2 separate regions of the Anas platyrhynchos genome follow, and region 1 is linked to region 2. A link is a contact called in public Hi-C data. All regions are on one chromosome and are shown on one strand. The core of a region is the stretch at or near the end of the contact, and the rest is flanking DNA. Distances in the headings are between cores, read along the strand shown. Region 1 has its middle 29 kb from the start of PENK. Region 2 has its middle 26 kb from the start of BPNT2.

Region 1 (4,295 bases), core at 182-2,681, 240 kb before region 2:
TGATTGGAAGCTCCTGATTTTTCTTTCCCATATTTTTGGGGAGACAGGAGGCCATTGGTATCATGAACTGAGTTGTGACAGTGTATACTGAGGGTTGCTGAATTAAAAAAGATTTTCAGCCTGGTTGATACGAGCTAAGGCTAGTCCCGTTCAGAGAACTAGTTAATCAAATGGGACAAGTTAATTACCATTTGAATATAATTTGATTGATGCTAAAGAAGGAAAATGCTTTACAGTAGAATGCATTTTTTTTCCATAAGCTTTAAATTAAGGGAAATGCTAAGAATCTTTGCTTTTTAGATCAGAGTCATCTGTGGAAAGACTGGCTCTGTGGTGAGCTGAAAACCCCAGTGCTCTGGGAAGAACAAATCATGCCGTGGACATCAGCCTGACCTCTCTGTAGCTGTAGAAAGGTATCCAGGCATGGAGAGCTCTGATGCCAGCCACCTACCTGGTAGCTCCATGTCCTGAGAGAAAAGTGGGAGGGCAGTCCTCTGTTATTTGAAGTGACATAAATTATAGGTATCTTTTCTAATGATTGGGGAATTCTGAGCAGTTTTACATGCTCTAACATAAAGGACTGAAAGAGTGGTTGTGTGTCTGCATTTGTCTGTGAACACTGACAGAAAATGTTCCCATTGGTGAGGGACAGGACGGAGTTACCTGGTCAACCTCAAGCTCTCCAACAGCCTCCACTGTGCTCTGGATCTCACCATACTTCAGTAGGGGTCCAAATCTTCTGAACCTCCACAGAGTTTTGGTGGGGAAAAGATGTATAAAAGGTTAAATGTCTTTCTATAGCTGTTTCTTACTTTCCTTCCTGAGATGCCTGTCTGTAATGCAGAGGCAGTAATTCATTCTACTGTCACCTGCTCAGGATAAATCCCCTTTCTTCCAAATTGTTAGCACTTTCTCCCCAAATTTGCCATGTGACCTTGCTGTCCTTTGATAAAAGTCATGTCTCATGAAGGAAAGAAAAACCTTCTCCCACACCTTATAGTTTGCAGACTGGTTTGGCACAGATGATAAAAACAGTTTTCTATATAGCTTTCTATTTTGTTGGTTTTCGTTACTCTTGTTGTGGTTTACAGTTTTAGGAAAACTGGTTAGTTCTTTCTGACTATGACAGGCTGAAAGAAATATGTCTGGAAACAAGTATTCCTTATAAGAAAGAGTCTTTGAAGTCTTTGCCTCTAATAAATGGTTTGATTTAATAGTCAGGAGGATTTGAAAATGGACCTTGTCATGTCTGCAATCAGTGGAATATTATTTTACCATTACATTTTAGCAGTATTTGGGACCCCTCCAGCAGAGATGAGGAGGAAGTGCACTTAAAGAGCAACGTGGGGGCTAGCCCGTGGTGTGTGCCTGTGATGTACTGCCTAGTGAACACCACAAGCAGAGTTTTACACCTATTGTGACAGCCAGGCATTAGTCATCAACTCAGTGGAGAAACTAACACTGTCCTTGTTTTTAGTCATCCCCCGAAGCATTGCACTGCTCATATACATGTACATTTGACTAAGCATAGAGAATGAAAGCAGAAGCAACTTTCCTGTTTTTCTTTTTTCCTTGGTATCCTGTTAAAATTTTTGATTCTCAGGAAGCCAGAAAAAGCATAAAACTTCAATTGTTACACATAATTCTGATCTTGGACCAGAGCAGCTTATGTATTTTACAGGGAAATTTAGGTGGAACAGCTTCCAAGGCACGTTAGGCTATTCATCACAGACACAGCTTAAATATTGTCTACAACTTCTTTGTAGAATTAGAAAAATATTCTCCGTGGTTAATCACCTTTTCCAAGTGTCACAGTTTAACAAAACATAATCTTAAAAGATTTACTCTTCTGCAGAACAACATATAAGCAAGAAATTCTGTTTTACCCTTCTTCTAGGGTAAAAATGCTAGGACAAAAAAGGATTTATGTGTACTGAAGAGCTAGAAATGTCTCACCTCTCACTTTTGCATGTAATGCTATTTAATGCTAAATACTCCTTCCTTGTATTTTCCCAGAAAGTTGACAATTCCCATTAATAGTACAAGAGAAACACAATGCTACAAGTCTAGTATTCTCAAAATCTCCTAGTGTTCATAATCCACACTTTCTACTTAGATTTTTAATAGGTTATATTGATAAGTATCTGAATGCATTTATGTTGCAATAATATTAAAAGTATTTTAAAGTATTTTGCATTTAATAGAATACTAACCACTGAATCTAATCAATCAGCATTAGCATCATTAGGTATGATGCCATCGCCAAACTGGAAACGTGCCTTTCATTTACAAAGTGCATGTGATGAGAAAGTATTCAAACAATACATCAGTTGCAGATATGTGTGGTTGAAATCACATATGTTTTAAGTTGTGAGAAATGTACCATTATTCCAAAATTATGTAGGTCGTTATCTAGTAATTCTGTTTAATGCTTTTGTTGATAAACAAATGCCATTATTTCTTATATACAAGAAATGGTATTTTTCTTCTCGCTTCTTCATTAGTTATTGCAGTGGTTACTAACTCTCTAAACTAACTCTAAAGTTGTGTGTTCTTTGGAAAGGAAACAATAAAAAATGAAAATTGAAAGAAATCATTAATTAGAAAGCCACTTTAAAGTCTGCATAGAAAGCAATCAACTATGATGAAATTAATGTCATATATATACTAATTAATTATTTATGTATTAAGTAATATGCATTATTTATTAAGTAACATAGATATAAAGAATATATTTATATATTAAAGAATTACGCATCTTAAGGTAACATCACCAGTTTATGAGATGGCAGACATAAGGAAAGCATGGTCCTATGTAACATGGCTTACATATTAAACGGAAACATTTTTTTTTCTAATTTCCATTTCCACGTGGGATTACAGTGTGGGAGCTCACCTCCTGAGTGTGAAGGAGGCATGATTAGTAACACAGTTCTGCTCTTAATTTAAGGTAGTTGATTAATTTTGGACTCTCAAATTTTCCCCTTTAGCAGGAAAGGCACAACTGTTCCTTCAGCCTACAGGAAAATATAAGCTATAGGTACTGAAGGACTTTAGATAACGAAGGAGCCATTGGGTCTAACCCAATTTCCTACTTTACGGTTATTTGCTGTCACGATCTCAGTATCTTTCAAAGACTTTTTTTTAGGACTGCCACTCTGCCTCCTTTCAAATTCGTTTCCTGTTCTGAAGGAGGATGCATCCTCTTTCTTTATTTTCTGTTGCTTCTTAGCATATCATCCAACAGAAGACACCGATTACACTTTAGCCTACTCTATCTAATCCCCTCTATTGCAGAAAGGAAAGCATGTAAGTATAAAATAAGAATATATACACTTGCATCTGCATGAAATTTGTATTTATTTTAATTACATGAAAAACAAACAAACAAAAGTTAGAGAAGAAGCATTACATCATGTTTTTTAAAAATACATCTTTTTTTTTTTTTCTTTTTCTGTAAAAGTCAGTACAGGTGACTCAACTGGAGAAATTTCAAGAATTAAAAACTTTTGGCAAAACCACTTTTGGATATACATAGGCCAACAGCTACAACTACACTATTGATATATTTACACACACACACACACACACATACCCTTTCATATTTTGATACTTTGCATTAATTATATGTGTGCTCTCCTTCTACTGTACTAGACTAAAATCACTGTATAGGTCAACTGAACTTTGTGTATATTCTCTAATGTCAAAAACTCATGAAGGACATTAAAATACATTATAATAGAGCTGAAAATTACATCAGGTATTTCTTGATAAAATGAAAACCAAGGCGATTTAGAACCAAACTCATAAAATCTATTTTGGATATCGTCTTCTAGTGATAAAGTACTGCAAAAGTTTAACTTTAGCGAGGCACATCAGAGCAACCTGGCTGACTATAAGGTCCAAAGGAAGAGTAAAATTCACCCCCAAAACTGTGGGACACTGGTCCCCCAAAACACTGGAAAATGTCTAACTAACATATGGGCAACATTGACAGCAGCTGAGGTGCTACAGAGCTCTTAGCGTCTTAGAGCATGGAAGTATTTCACAACAGTTGTTTAGTCTTAACTACCAGGTGGGGTGGTTTAGATAATGAAGCATTATTGTGTGTCAACATCTCTGTTATTTGTACTGGGCTTATCATTGCTGCTACTTTGACAATACACTTTCTAGAAGGAGCTGAGTTTGCCAAAAGATAAATCATTTAACACTGTTATTTATTGAGCAATTTCTTGATATGGAACTAATAACATGCCTGACGTGCCTGTACTTCATAAAAATGTATTTCTAAGGCC
Region 2 (4,454 bases), core at 587-3,086:
ATAAAATTCTTTGGAGAGTCTTCAAGATATGAGAAAAATCTTAGACAAAACTAATGTCACTTGCATAAACAGCAGGAGTTTCCACTGAGGGCTATGAAGCAAACATGTTCTGAGTCCATCCCATGTCTTGCTTACACTGAGGATGACATTATTTTCTACCTATTAAATTAATTAAATTTCTATGTAATACAGCTACAGCTTGTGTCTACTACTCAATTTTCTATTTTTATTTTATTTTTAGAAAAAAATGGCCGTATTGAGGCAGTGGGAAATGGGTGTAGGCCATCATTCCAAGTGCTTCAGACATGAGATGCTCCATCCACTATCCTGAGGGCACCATAATGGTGACACAGGAGAAGCTTGAGCCTCTCTGTCCATACAGTCTGGGCAGAAAATTTCCAACACCGTGACACTGAGTCTATATATTTCAGGTAATTTATTGGAAAGGTACTTGTTTTAAAGGATTACCACAATGAAACACTTAAAACAAGAAGCTTATGATCACATTGATCTCAGGTAGGTAGTTCTTTGTCCATTTTCATTCTGTACTTGTTGAAGGCAGAAGTGTTACCAAAAGGAACAGAATATGATATTGTAATATTGTTCAGACCCTTACCTTTAAGAAGGTGAAAAAAAAAATCTCAATGGCTGAAAAAGGGAAGTCTACTATTGTCAAGATTTTTAACACCTAATATAGAGAAATTTAGGATTTTTCCAAGAAGAGAAAAACATTTCTAGAGATGCTGCAAAGACTGCAATGCTGATCCTCAAAATCTTAAGTTTATATTATTTTTCCCATTCTCCCCCTACAAAGGCAGCACAAACTACGACAGTGCAGACAAATAAAGATGAACTCCCTTAAAAACGATAACACTGCTAAATATAACACTGAAATAAACTTTTAGTTTTGAAAGTTAACGTTGAAATGTTAATTGTTTGTTATCATGTAATCAAACCCTTTGTGCTTTGTCTATTATATATTAACCAATTGACAGTGAAATGTTGGTGTGTACAGGAATGAACTTTGCATATTAATTCCTGTGTTACTGAATGTTAGTTCAAGTGAAAAGAAAACTAGACCAAATGAAAACATAAGTGGCTTGGTTAAGCCATCTTAATTTCTCTGTTTTGGCTCAAAAATCAAAGTTTTATGAAATGCCAGTGACAGAATTTTCTTCTTGGTTGTCAATATGTCATCATCATAATTTTTCATCACATTTTGATAAGGAATTTGCATTCTAAATATTTGACCTGAGTCTATATAATCTTAATTTAATTTCCAGTAACATCCTTCTTCCTCCCTCTCCTCTTCCCAGCATCCTGAACACGTGACTTGAGATGGACTCAAGCCACAGAAATTCAAACCACATTCCCACAAGGAATAGGAGCGATAGAATATAGGAATTATTCATGCACTTCTTCTCCCTCAACTGCAATTTTCATAAGAACGCTGAATCTCAGATGTGGAGTTTCAAAAATGAGCAGTTACTGTTCTCATTTTCCTCTTTCATGTGATTCAGCAGATATGGCCTCAGGAAAATTGCCTCTCTCTTAACTACAGAAATCATGCCAAACTGAAGGCAGCAACAGGCATGGTCATAACAGACTCTTCATCGGTGAGATTATTTTCCATTTGTTTGTCCTAATGCAGTTTTCATAGGTGAAAGTATTAGATGTGGAAACAGAAATTCAGAGAGTGTTACTCAGCAAGGACTTTTCTCTGATGATCCCAATCAGTGCCTAGAATGAAAAAATGTTCTTGCACACACATACACACATCCCAGCCCAGTCATAAGACAGACACACAACAAAGCTGTGCGTAGTCCTGATTCAGGCAGTCAGTGTTGCAAAAGCTGCCTGTGACTAACACGAATCAAGAAAAACTCAGTGCTTGCTGTCAGTGATTCAAAGCATCGCAATTTCTACTGAAGAGGGCTGGCCAAACAAAAAGTGACTCCTTTTTTAAACATTTTTTTTAAACATTGCACAAGCTTTCTTGTTTTAATAGTTTCATCTCCTACAATGGCTAAGCTAAGAAACTTAGCCTTTATATTATTTTTAAGTATTATACTTGAATATAGAGCTATATATAAATAGCAGTAGCAATTACTTGCACACACACACAGAAGTGACAATTTCTACATTAACATTATATTTGGGTGCAAATGTAGACCCATAAATCTATTTCTCTCACTGTCTGTGATTTTTTTCTTTAAAATTAGGATTTTTTTTTTATTATTATTTATTTATATTTTTTCCCCTATGTCTCTTTACTGCTCTTAGATGTTCTGGAATCTGCATCATACCTGTGGTAGGCAAGGACCTATTTATTTTAGCTTTCACCACAGGTGCAAAATCCCTTCAGCTGACACCTGAAGTTTAGGTTATTGTTCTTTCTTCTTGTGTCAAGTTTTGACTGAATATATCTGCAGAGCTGGAGAGCAGCACAAAGTTACTTAGTTATATAGAGTTATTTAGTTATATAAAGTTATATAGACATATGTCTATGTGCAGGAGAGTGTTAAGACGCTGACTTTTTCTCAGTGCCACCAGCAGGAAGGTGACAGTCACTAGAAGTCCATGTGGTACAAAGAAAAGGCACTGTGAAGAAATACTATTGCATTTTCTTTATGTTTTTAGTATAGTACTGGTAAACAATAGTGGAGAAAAGCACTGCAAGCTTCTGGAAAAGGAAGGAAGAGAAAAGGATTTTGTTTGTTTGTTTCCCTGTGTGAGAAATGAACAAAAGGACAACAAATGCCAATGACAAAAATAAGAAAAATATCCAAATAATTTCAGTAGCAAACAGCTGAGAAAATAGTGAGCAAATTGTTGTTGCTGGTACAGAGGCAAGTAAGAGCCTAGATAAGTATGATGGAGGTGCTTCAAGAGGCTTCAACACGCTGCTGAGAGGCATAACATTTCCAGATAAGGAAGACCAAAACAGAAGCCTGCTGTTAGCTAGCTGGAAGGAAGTCCAAATGCTTTCAAAACATATAAGGCAGTTTATATTATTTGGAGAACCAAGTCTCGGTATTTTAATGATTGTAAGATGGGGTGTTGCAATTGCTTAAGCAACAGAATAGGCTTTCGTTTGTTAATATAAATAATTAAAAATGCGCATGTGGTGAGGAAACATCTCAATTTTAAAAAACAAGCCAACAGAAAGTGTGTGGGGAGGTATAGAGTTAGAGAAGGTCAAGCTGTGCTGATGATGGATGGGAATAAAGAGATTATTTGCATGAGACTGAAATGTAGGAGAAGTTGAGCTGATGGAAGGGCAGGAGCTGCCCCTCTAACAGTATCAGACAATTACCATTAAGTTGAAGTGGCAAGGGGAGTGGCTGTGTACTTAAAAACACACAAAGCTTGGACGTAAGCTTGTCGCAATTGAACTTATTGTTACGATTTGCAGAAGCAAAACTGATAGGAAATAAGCTAGCACAGAGACATGTTCATGTGAAGTTCACACTGTGACTTTCATGTTCTAGTCACAAACATCTGTAAATTTGTGGGATAAATTTATGGAGTTTGGAAGGAAGAAAGTATATTGCCAGTAGTTTAAGCCCACTGTACAAAAATTTGCCGTTTACTACAATATTAAATCAAAAAATACAAGAAAAGGCGTGTATTAGAAATAACAACAAGCTGTCAAACTGAACAGTAATAATTCATCGCCGCCCTCTGGATCTGACCCCAGAACTCTACGGGTGTCCTCTTAACTGAAAACACATGCCCCGACTGAGCAAAACAAGTGAAAGACCTTCCCTGGTTTAAACAACAGCAACAAACCAGGGGTGTGTAAATTCAGAGTTCCCAGCACCTTTCTGGTATTTCAGGGCATTCATGAAAAGACTGAGCCCTCTACTGGCCGCTGCTTTTATTTCCCCAAGGCAAGTATTAAAGATCCTATTTCTAGCGGTCCTCTAACAATAACGAGTGAAGAAATGCTATGGAAAAATTACCAAATCAATTATGCTGCAAGTGTCAGTCCTAAAAGTTATTCTGGCATATCTTTATTTGGTCAAAATCTAACAGAATGAGGCTTAATATGGGTTTCAAAAGTCATCATTACACCTGCATAAAATTGTTGTTTTAAGAAAAGGACTTATCAGAACAGTAAGCAAACCTCTGAAAATTCAGTCCTGTAGGAAACATCACATACAGGAGAGATTTAAACTTCTTCCCACCATGAAAAATAAATAAATAAATAAATAAATAAAGAATTGCTGTTGCTTCAAATACCTCTAACATGAACTAAGGTTTAAGAAAATTATGGAAAGCAGGTTAAAACATTGGTCTTTCCCTTAGTACAGAATTTACATGTATTTAATCCCTTCATATTAAATATATATATATAATAAAACTTTATTTTATGAAATTATAATTTTATGTTTATTTATTTAAAAAAAATAAAAAATATTTATTTTAGTTGCACAATGTCCCCATGCAAA

Evidence for each region. A called contact is a pair of places that touch in the nucleus more often than the background predicts.
Region 1: a contact with region 2 is called in a Hi-C map of skeletal muscle, with 4 times the contacts expected there. The contact joins two enhancer-like sites. A contact is called at or near these places in 4 of 8 Hi-C or Micro-C datasets (F1 follicle, liver, skeletal muscle and 1 more).

What each region holds. Positions count from the first base shown.
Region 1 is chr2:40,056,022-40,060,316 of IASCAAS_PekinDuck_T2T, reverse strand. No RefSeq gene overlaps it. Among named protein-coding and RNA genes, the nearest start is that of PENK, 29 kb to the right of the region's middle. Within about 2 kb of position 1,431, at least 2 of the 8 cell types and tissues checked have an H3K27ac peak or open chromatin away from gene starts, as enhancers often do.
Region 2 is chr2:39,813,908-39,818,361 of IASCAAS_PekinDuck_T2T, reverse strand. No RefSeq gene overlaps it. Among named protein-coding and RNA genes, the nearest start is that of BPNT2, 26 kb to the right of the region's middle. Within about 2 kb of position 1,836, at least 2 of the 8 cell types and tissues checked have an H3K27ac peak or open chromatin away from gene starts, as enhancers often do.